3 separate regions of the Mus musculus genome follow, and all the other regions are linked to region 1. Evidence: chromatin contacts called from public HiChIP or PLAC-seq data. All regions are on one chromosome and are shown on one strand. The core of a region is the stretch at or near the end of the contact, and the rest is flanking DNA. Distances in the headings are between cores, read along the strand shown.

Region 1 (2,700 bases), core at 20-2,519:
CCATATTGGTTTCAGGGATGGGACTAAGAATGTCCTTGGAATAAAAAAATTAAAATATAACCCTGTGATTTAGAATGATGCCGAGGTTGCAGGTTGCAGCCTGCAGCAGCTGTGTGAGCGAAGTGACCGTCTCCTCTGGATCAAGCGTCCACTCCTCATTGTGCCCAGGCCCCAGTGCTCCTTCATCACTGTTTAGTTATTGTCCGCTGTGGTTTTGATTATATTTTGCTCTTCCTGACATTGACTGTTTTTTTTTAATAAAAGAAAATAAAAAGTAAATGAATAACCCCTGAATGTGACTGGATGCAGGGATAAGCCCCTCCCTCCTCCTTGGGCTCTTTCCCTAAGTGGCAGGATCGCGCTGGCTCTGTATCTCCCGTGCGTGCGGCAGTCCAAGGTGCAGACCTAGGGAGCACTTGTCATCACACCTCCTATACTGAACACATAACCCTAGGCTCAATCACTTTATGGAAAGGGAAATAAAGTAGACTTTATTTTAGGGATGGAGCCGGGGAGTGGTGTGTGGATGGGAGGCTGGTATCAACATCACTAAGTATTCCGAAGGTCTTCTTGCTTTGTTTTTCCATTTTAATTGATACACTGACCTGGCCCAGGAAAGGAAGAGCCGCTCTCCTTTGATGTTATTAGCCAACATTCCCACAAAGTGACGGTCACCTGTCTCAGAAAGGCAACAGGAGATATGATCCGTGACATTTTATTTGCACATGAATATTTTATTTTTGTATTCTGGCTCAGCTGCTTCTCTTCGTGGAGTTAGGGAGGAGCCATAAAGGACTTTTGTAATAAGTAATATTGGCAACGCATTTTATACTCCTCTATGTTTACTTTTGAGAACCTGAAAGAAGGGGTGTGCGTCCGAGAGGAGGGTGAGCGGAGCTTGAGCCAGCGGAATGTTCCATTTGTCTGCCGCTTGTGCACGAGAGCGGCCAGCTGTAGCGTCTCCTGGAAACCAACGCCCCGTGCTATGACGTCTGTGAGCCTAGGTTTCCTTTCCTCCCCTCCCTTCCCCCATCCTCTCCTCCATTTTCTTTCTTTCTCAACCCATCCCTTTTTTTTTTTAAATCACTTACTGTAAATAAGTTGTAATCTAAACCTCATGTATCAATGGGGAAATTTCAAATATAAATATTACCAACACGTTTTCTTGTTGTCTGGCTTTTGATTGGAGTGTAATGAGAATGGCATGCCCATCTCCTCAGGCCTGAGGGTTTCATCTCAGCTCCAGCCTCTCCTCTCCCTCATTTCATTGTTGTGGCAGGAGAGGGCAGCACACGTTCATTTTTCCCCCCGCTAGGAAGCCACAGTGTTAGCTGTGGATGAGTGTTTTTCTTAAGTTTTCAAAACATCCGTTGGTGCATAGATGTGAAAATGAAACAATATGAAAAGTTGCATATGAAAAATGACAGACTGGTTTAGCCAGGCAGGGAAGCCTTCTGATCCACTTCAAAGTAAAAAATTACCCAAGACACTTCCAGCCCCTGTTGAACCAGACTTCTTCCGTTTCAAACAGCAGGATGCAGGTGGCAGCTTACACACTTGGAAATAAGCGTTCATCTTTGAAAATAATATACTCTCTCAAAAGTGGTTACAGACTAAGCAGAGGTGCTCCCCAAAGCAATGTAATCCTCCCGTTGACAGCTATGTGAGATTCTGTACTGTGGGTGTCCCTAATAAATAAGCACTGAAGGGTGCAGGTGCCTGGCTGCTTGTCTTTATTGTCGACCCTGTGGCCTTTTGGGTCATACTAATAATGTTGAACTGAGTTTTGAGATGTGTGTGTGGGGTGAGTGTTACCAGGTTTCAGTTTTGAGAAACGTTATGTCTAGGGGTCTAGGGAGTGGCCCAGTGGCTATCACTATAACAGTGTTCCACTTATTCTGCCTCCCAGGCTGCAGCATGGGGTAGGACTGGTGAGAATATTCCGTCTGGTCCTTTAGTGTGACGAGGAATATCTAAAGGAGGAGCAGATTCACTTCAGCAGGGCTGGCGGAGTTTATGCTGCCCGTGGCCTGGAGTGCTGCCAGATGTCCCATTTCTTCCTCTCAGGACTTCCTCATTGGACCACCCTGTGGCAACTGGAAGTGAAAACTACCCATCCTTTGAGGCCTGGCTCCAGAGACTGATAGCAACTGTTTCACCACTTCCTGCTGGTCAAGCAGTCGCAGAGCCTGCTCAGAAGAGTGGGAGGTCATTTGTACTCCTCCTAAAGCTGCCATGGAGTCCTTTCTTTGCAGTATTTGCCTTCTGTGGAATTTGCTCTCATGGCGAATTGGAGCATGTCACGTTTTAGAGTCACCTGGAGCTAGGATGTTCCATGTATAGTTGGGTTATTTGTATGTAGGTTGTTGAGTGGGAATCTAGATCCATTGTTTTCCACTGTGAGCTTCCAGTTTGGTGTTTGGTTTGGTTTGGTTTTTTTGAGACAGGGTTTCTCTGTGTAACCCTGGCTGTCCTGGAACTCACTTGGTAGACTAGGCTGGCCTTGAACTCAGAAATCCGCCTGCCTCTGCCTCCCGAGTGCTGGGATTAAAGGCGTGAGCCACCACGCCCGGCGAGCTTCTAGTTTTTGTAATGGGGTTATGACAGAAGCCTTGCCTCAAGAAAGTGCCACAAAAATGTGGCTTTAGATCTCGATATCTTCTCCACTCGTCCCCCCTATAGTTTTATGATTGTATCATC
Region 2 (2,700 bases), core at 58-2,557, 150 kb before region 1:
TACCCAACAGGATAGAAATTTGCAACAAACCAGAAACGCAAACGCATGGTTAGCACTTGTGGGTATGATACAGAGAGCTTTATAAATGTATATTCCTTAACTGTACAGAACATGACATGATACTGAGAGGAAAAACTCGGCTACAGGATGAAGCATTTTGAGTTTGAAAAAGAATATACATACATGTGTGTATGTATGTATACATACATATATATATACATATATATATATATACTTGTGTGTATATACATATATGAAATATAATACTAAAACTACATCAAAATGACTGGTTATTTTGGGTTTATGGATTATAATATTATTTCTCCTGTATTTCCCCTCCCAGATTTCCAAATTTTGAGCAGCTGGTAGTTTGATCTTTGTAGTTAGTATTTTTTTCTTCTTTTAACTATTGTACGTAGCCTGCATTCAAATTGATTGATGGTCTAAGAATATTCTTTGGAAACGTACCATTTGGCCTAGGGTTCACCAATGATGCAAAAACATGTATGTATTTTCGTCCTCGTTCTAGATAGAGGTAAGTCTTCTGTTTAAACTCAGACTCAAACTATCAATTAAAATCTGTCGAGTTGGGGGCTGGGTATTTCGGAGTCCTGAAAGGGCGAATGCGGGTATTCTGAATGGGAGACTGCAGAGTTGCCATCTGCATTAACTCCCGGAGCGCGGGCCCCCGCCGAGCCTGGCAGGGGCATCAGAGAGCTGATATTCAGAACTGGCTTTTGGGGGGACCAGGTGAGAGTCCAACCGGTGGCCAGGCCTCCCACGAGTTGAGCGAAGGACAGCCACTGGGGTATTTTTCTGCCGGCTTCCATGGCCGCGTTTACACAGGGCTCAGGGGGCCGTGGGTTCCGTGCGGAGTGGGGCTTGCGGGCTGAACCGTGAGGCACCAGGACGGCCGCCCTGTGGCCTTCGGATACCCGGGTGAAGACGCTCGCGGTCCACAGGGTTCCGCCTGGCGGAAGCTCCAGTCTCGGGCGCGCCCGCCGAGCTCTCCTCAGGCCTAGCAGACGCCGCAGTACCCCCACTTCAGGCGCCCTGGCGGAAACGGCGGCCCGGTCGCCCGAGCTCACGGTAGCATCCGGGTCCCCCGCGCCTCGCCCAATCGAGGGCCCCGTCCCTTCACACCCTCCTGTTTCCCCGCCCCCCCGCGCCGCCAATCCCCGACCAGCTCTCAGCCGAACGTGCTGGCCTGGGAGTGAAGGCGCGCGCCGGCCAATGAAGTCTCGCTTCCCGTTTGAAGTCTCCAGTGGGCGGGCGTCGGAGGCGGGCTCTGCTAGCCAGGAGGTTCGGTTGCGCCTGTGCCATGGACTCAGCCGCCCGGTGATATTGACAATAGGAGAGAGAAAGGGGCATTGACGGGGACCCTGCGCGGGTAGCGAACGGCGGCTCTGGCAGCGGCGGCTCAGGCGGCTCCAACTCTTCCTCCCGACTCCCGCGCTTGCTGCCGCTGCAAATCCAGGCTTCCTCCCTCCTCCCCCTCCCCGCGTCGCCGCCGCCGCCGCCGCCGCCACCACCGCCGCCGGGTCCGGTGCAACGAGCAGAGGCGCCGCCCGCCGGGAATGTGAACGAAGAGCCACCGGCCGCGCCGCAACCGGGTCGGTGCCGATTTGATGGGACGGGCCCGCGGGGGAGGCTCGTGAGGCCGCCGCTGCCACTGCCGGAGCGCTGAGGTTAGGGGCCAGCCGAGAGGCCTAGAAACACTGCCGCTACCGCGGAACCGGAGGGACGTCGCCCCGGACGGCCGTAGTAGCCCGGGGCTCTCCGCCGCTGCCTGGACCTCCCCCCGTGCGTCCCGGGCCGTCGCCCGCCCCCGCCGCGGCCCCTAGCTCGCAGCCCACTCCGCGCAGCCACAGATCATCTTCCGATTCTTTCCCAGGAGCTTCAAGGTAACTTCAGCTTCGGGTCCCGCGGCTTGCCTCCCGGGGAACCCGCGGAGCGGCGGGCTCGGGAAGGCCGGGCCCAGGCAGCTGAGGGGTGCGGCGGGGTGGGGGGAGCGGGAGCAAGCGCCCGGCCCACTTGTCTGATCTACCTGCAGAGGCTTTGGAGGCCAGCACCTCTCTTCTCCTCGGCCTCGCCGGCTCCTTTTCCTCCCTCTTTTGAGGCGTTTTCTTGCCCCCCCCCCGGCGGGGGCGGGGGAGCAGGGAGGAAGATTCCGTGGCCGCGCAGCTTCTCCAGGGCTTGGGGTTTATGTGAACATACCTGCAGACAAACAGGCCACTTCCCTGTTTTCATACCTCCCCCTTGGAAAAGCCCCAGTAGTGTGCTCTTTAGAGAATGCTAACGCTTTGGGTGCAGTGGCCCAGGTGAAACCTGTTTCCCTGGGCTTTGCAGGGACCCCGCTGTTACCATCATTTCTGCAATGCTTTGAGTTGAGATCCTTGACATTTTATTCAGAGCTGCGCGCATAAGAGGCAAATGATGAAAAAGAAAGCTGCCTATAGATCATCGTTAGAGATGAGAGAAGAGAAATAGAGACAGAATGAGGGATGGGGGGAACGAGGCTTACAGAAATCTGTGTTGCTAGGGTTAGAGTGAAATCTAAATAATTCCCAGATGAAATTGTAATATTCGTCCCTAAATTTACAGCATACCAGTGCGATGTGGAACTTCTTGCTGAGGTCTGACATTTTCGATAGTATTTATAATTTATTATTCCGTTTTTTATATGTCACATTATATTTC
Region 3 (2,700 bases), core at 20-2,519, 140 kb after region 1:
AATTTTTTACTTTAAAAAACATAGCCATCTTTTACTTAATTTTCCACTTAGTATTTAAAAGCGTGGGACACTTTTCTCCTTATCTACCATCCCAGAAGAGTGAAAGTACAAAATTTAAGCCCCAAGTAATCCAGGAAAAAAAAAAAAGAAGGTTTTATTAGCTGGTTCTATTAGCCGTTTGATCATGACTAGCATGGAGTAGAAAAAGTTTAGAGAGTAGAACACTTTCCATGTGTCTAGCGGTGATTTTTTTAAAATGGAATATTTTGCAATACACTACACTTCAAAAAAAAATAATTACCGTGAAAAGTTGAAGAAAGTTTAGGCAAAAATGTTGAGAAACATTTCTGGAGGATATTTCCCCAGGATTGCACATTTGTTTCAATAGGAGAAGCATGTGAATGGATGTACAGGGTCTCCGCAGGATCCTAGCACCATTCTTGATGGAGTTACCTGGTACCTGCCAGATCCACATCAGTCTGTGACTTTCTGGCGAAAGCCAGGTCCCTCTGAACGCTAGGTAGCTGTGCCCAGAACCCCACCGCTCATCTAGACGGAGTTGGTCCCCACGCTTTCCTACCTGCGTAGTGGTCAAACACAGTGGGCACGTATTCCTCTGGGAAGGCGTCGTTGGCGTAGCTCATCAGCAAGCAGGTCTTCCCCACCGCGCCGTCCCCGACCACCACGCACTTCAGGATCCTGTTCTCCTCATGTCCATTGCAGCCGCAGCTGCTGTCGGTCCTCTCTCTGCAGCTCATGTTGGCGGCTCCCGCAGCAGCTGCTGGGGCTTCTGCAGTGCATGGAGCGGTGGCACCGGCCCCAGGCTGGAGCTCAGGCGGCCTGACTCTGGCTGGCCGGGCTCTCCCAGGCACAGCCCAGACACACTCGAGCCCCGCAGCTCACCATGCTGGAGAAGGAAGGCACTCTTGGGAGGAGGGATGAAAAGGGTCTGTCCCTTTCTCCCAATCCCAACGGAGAAGTGGAGTTGGGGGTAGAGCTGGAGTTAAGAAACTCTCATGTCCATAGACTTCCCGGGACTTCCTGGCAGTCTAGAAATATCAGCAGCCCGTGAGAATCTCACTCTACCCTCCCCATCCCCAGCCTGGCTAATGACACGGTGGGATTTGGATAACTCCTGCCCGGTTTTCCACCACACAACTAATATGGAGGAGAGAAGGGCTTTTAAACGGAGTTTCCCCCCCCTCGCTTCCTCCAGCTTGCCGAGTGTCAGGAAATCGTGGGTTTCCTGCTGCATTCCATATTAGGATCAGTGGGCCGGGGAAGGCGGCAACAATGGGGCTCTGTGCGTGTGTTTGGACTTCTGGGGAACCAGGCCAGGACACGGAGAGGGGAAAACACTAGGGGTCCTGCAGCCAGCTTAAGCTGTCAAACTTCCTGCTTTATCCCCTGCTAGCTAGCCAGGCTGCTGGCTTGTGGCTGGGAAGAAGCCAAAGAAGAAAGGATGGAACCCGGGGAGCAGTGTCTGCCGCGGAAACTAGGGAGAGGACTGAGTTTGAGAGCTTGAGGGAGCTGAGAGGACCTCATAGGGATTGCAGGCTAACATATGACGTCATCCTCCCTCCCTGACTCACCAGTTCAAATCGACAGTTTTTTTTTCCCTTAAACGAGAATCTCAAGCAATTCTTTTCCGCAACAAGGAAGGAAATCTTCCAGAGTCACACGATTTTGAAGAGGGGGGAACGTTGTGCAGGTTGTAGGTATATTATGAGTGACCAAGTTTACAAGTCTGTGTTTGAGCACAATGCTCAAATATACATTTCAGACTCCCCAAAACAACCCCAATGATTTTTTTTTAAACAGAGGAAATCAATCAGATATTGGGCTCAATCAGATATGCTGAGCTCAGGACTCACACTTTTGGAAGTGAGAGAGAGAGGCACATAGTGTGGCCTTTTGGCTTGGTTAGAGTCTCTAATGCTGTGTATGCATAGAGGCTTCTCCTTTTCTTCGAATCATCTCCCCCTGGGTAGGCCCAGCTCTCCTCAATGACACAGGCGCATAGCAGCCAGTTTGGTGCCTGAGAACGAAGCCCCATTTGATAATGGACAACGTGAACCTACAAATGATTTTGACGAATGGGTTAAAGTAAAAAAAACCCTTTGCTTTCCTATGAGATTTTGAAGATTGCAGATTATCTAAGGGCTTTGAGCGGTTTCACTGTGGCCGGGACGGGGAAAAGTCAGCTTTAGTGACTGTCAGTAACTTAGGTACCTACAACTCATGTGCATGCTGTCAAGGTACAGAGTCCACACCTCTTCTGTTTTGAATAGAGTAAAACTTGCCATGATGCTTGGTGCCCCAACATTTCTTTCCTATGAAAGAAAAACATTTCAATTAGGTATAGAGTGTATCAGGGATGTTATGTTACCATAACAATAATCCCCAAAGTTCAGAATTCGAAATAACTTTCTCTTTCTTCCTTCCTTCCTTCCTTCCTTCCTTCCTTCCTTCCTTCCTTCCTTCCTTCCTTTCGTTCTTTCTTTCTTTCTTTCTCTCTCTCTCTCTCTCTCTCTTTCTTTCTTCTTCTTCCTCCTCCTTTTCCTCTTCCCTCTTCTTTTCCTCCTTCCTTCCTTTCCTCCTCCTTTTTCTCCTCCCCTTCTCCTCCCCTCCTTCTCCTCTGCACCCTCCGTTTCCTTCTCCTCCACCTCCTTTTCCTCTTCCTCTTCCCTTTTCTCCTCC

Evidence for each region. HiChIP or PLAC-seq counts read pairs in DNA pulled down with a chosen protein or histone mark.
Region 2: an H3K4me3 HiChIP or PLAC-seq map of bone marrow-derived macrophages shows a contact between it and region 1, with 2.9 times the contacts expected there. The contact joins the promoter of Ppp2r5e here to the enhancer-like site in region 1. A contact is called at or near these places in 4 of 39 promoter capture datasets (the C10 cell line, the HPC-7 cell line, HPC-7-derived erythroid cells and 1 more), 1 of 15 datasets of contacts at CTCF or cohesin (the NIH/3T3 cell line), 9 of 484 Hi-C or Micro-C datasets (the C2C12 cell line, CD4 T cells, DN3 thymocytes and 5 more), 19 of 115 datasets of contacts at active chromatin or transcription factors (bone marrow-derived macrophages, embryonic forebrain, embryonic hindbrain and 8 more) and 4 of 9 other capture datasets (adipose tissue, embryonic stem cells, liver and 1 more).
Region 3: an H3K4me3 HiChIP or PLAC-seq map of bone marrow-derived macrophages shows a contact between it and region 1, with 4 times the contacts expected there. The contact joins the promoter of Rhoj here to the enhancer-like site in region 1. A contact is called at or near these places in 5 of 484 Hi-C or Micro-C datasets (bone marrow-derived macrophages, double positive thymocytes, mammary gland and 1 more), 2 of 115 datasets of contacts at active chromatin or transcription factors (bone marrow-derived macrophages and large pre-B cells) and 2 of 9 other capture datasets (adipose tissue and pancreatic islet).

What each region holds. Positions count from the first base shown.
Region 1 is chr12:75,448,475-75,451,174 of GRCm38.p6, reverse strand. Ppp2r5e (protein phosphatase 2, regulatory subunit B', epsilon) reads left to right here. Exons shown (of 14, transcript NM_012024.3): 14 at 1-1,712. Among named protein-coding and RNA genes, the nearest start is that of Gphb5, 33 kb to the right of the region's middle. Within about 2 kb of position 1,269, at least 74 of the 459 cell types and tissues checked have an H3K27ac peak or open chromatin away from gene starts, as enhancers often do. A contact at or near this core is called in DN3 thymocytes, adipose tissue, bone marrow-derived macrophages and 2 more, where this site is marked.
Region 2 is chr12:75,594,839-75,597,538 of GRCm38.p6, reverse strand. Ppp2r5e (protein phosphatase 2, regulatory subunit B', epsilon) reads left to right here and starts at 1,307. Exons shown (of 14, transcript NM_012024.3): 1 at 1,307-1,904.
Region 3 is chr12:75,306,882-75,309,581 of GRCm38.p6, reverse strand. It overlaps Rhoj (ras homolog family member J), which reads right to left and starts at 1,269. Exons shown (of 5, transcript NM_023275.2): 1 at 581-1,269. The coding sequence starts at 758.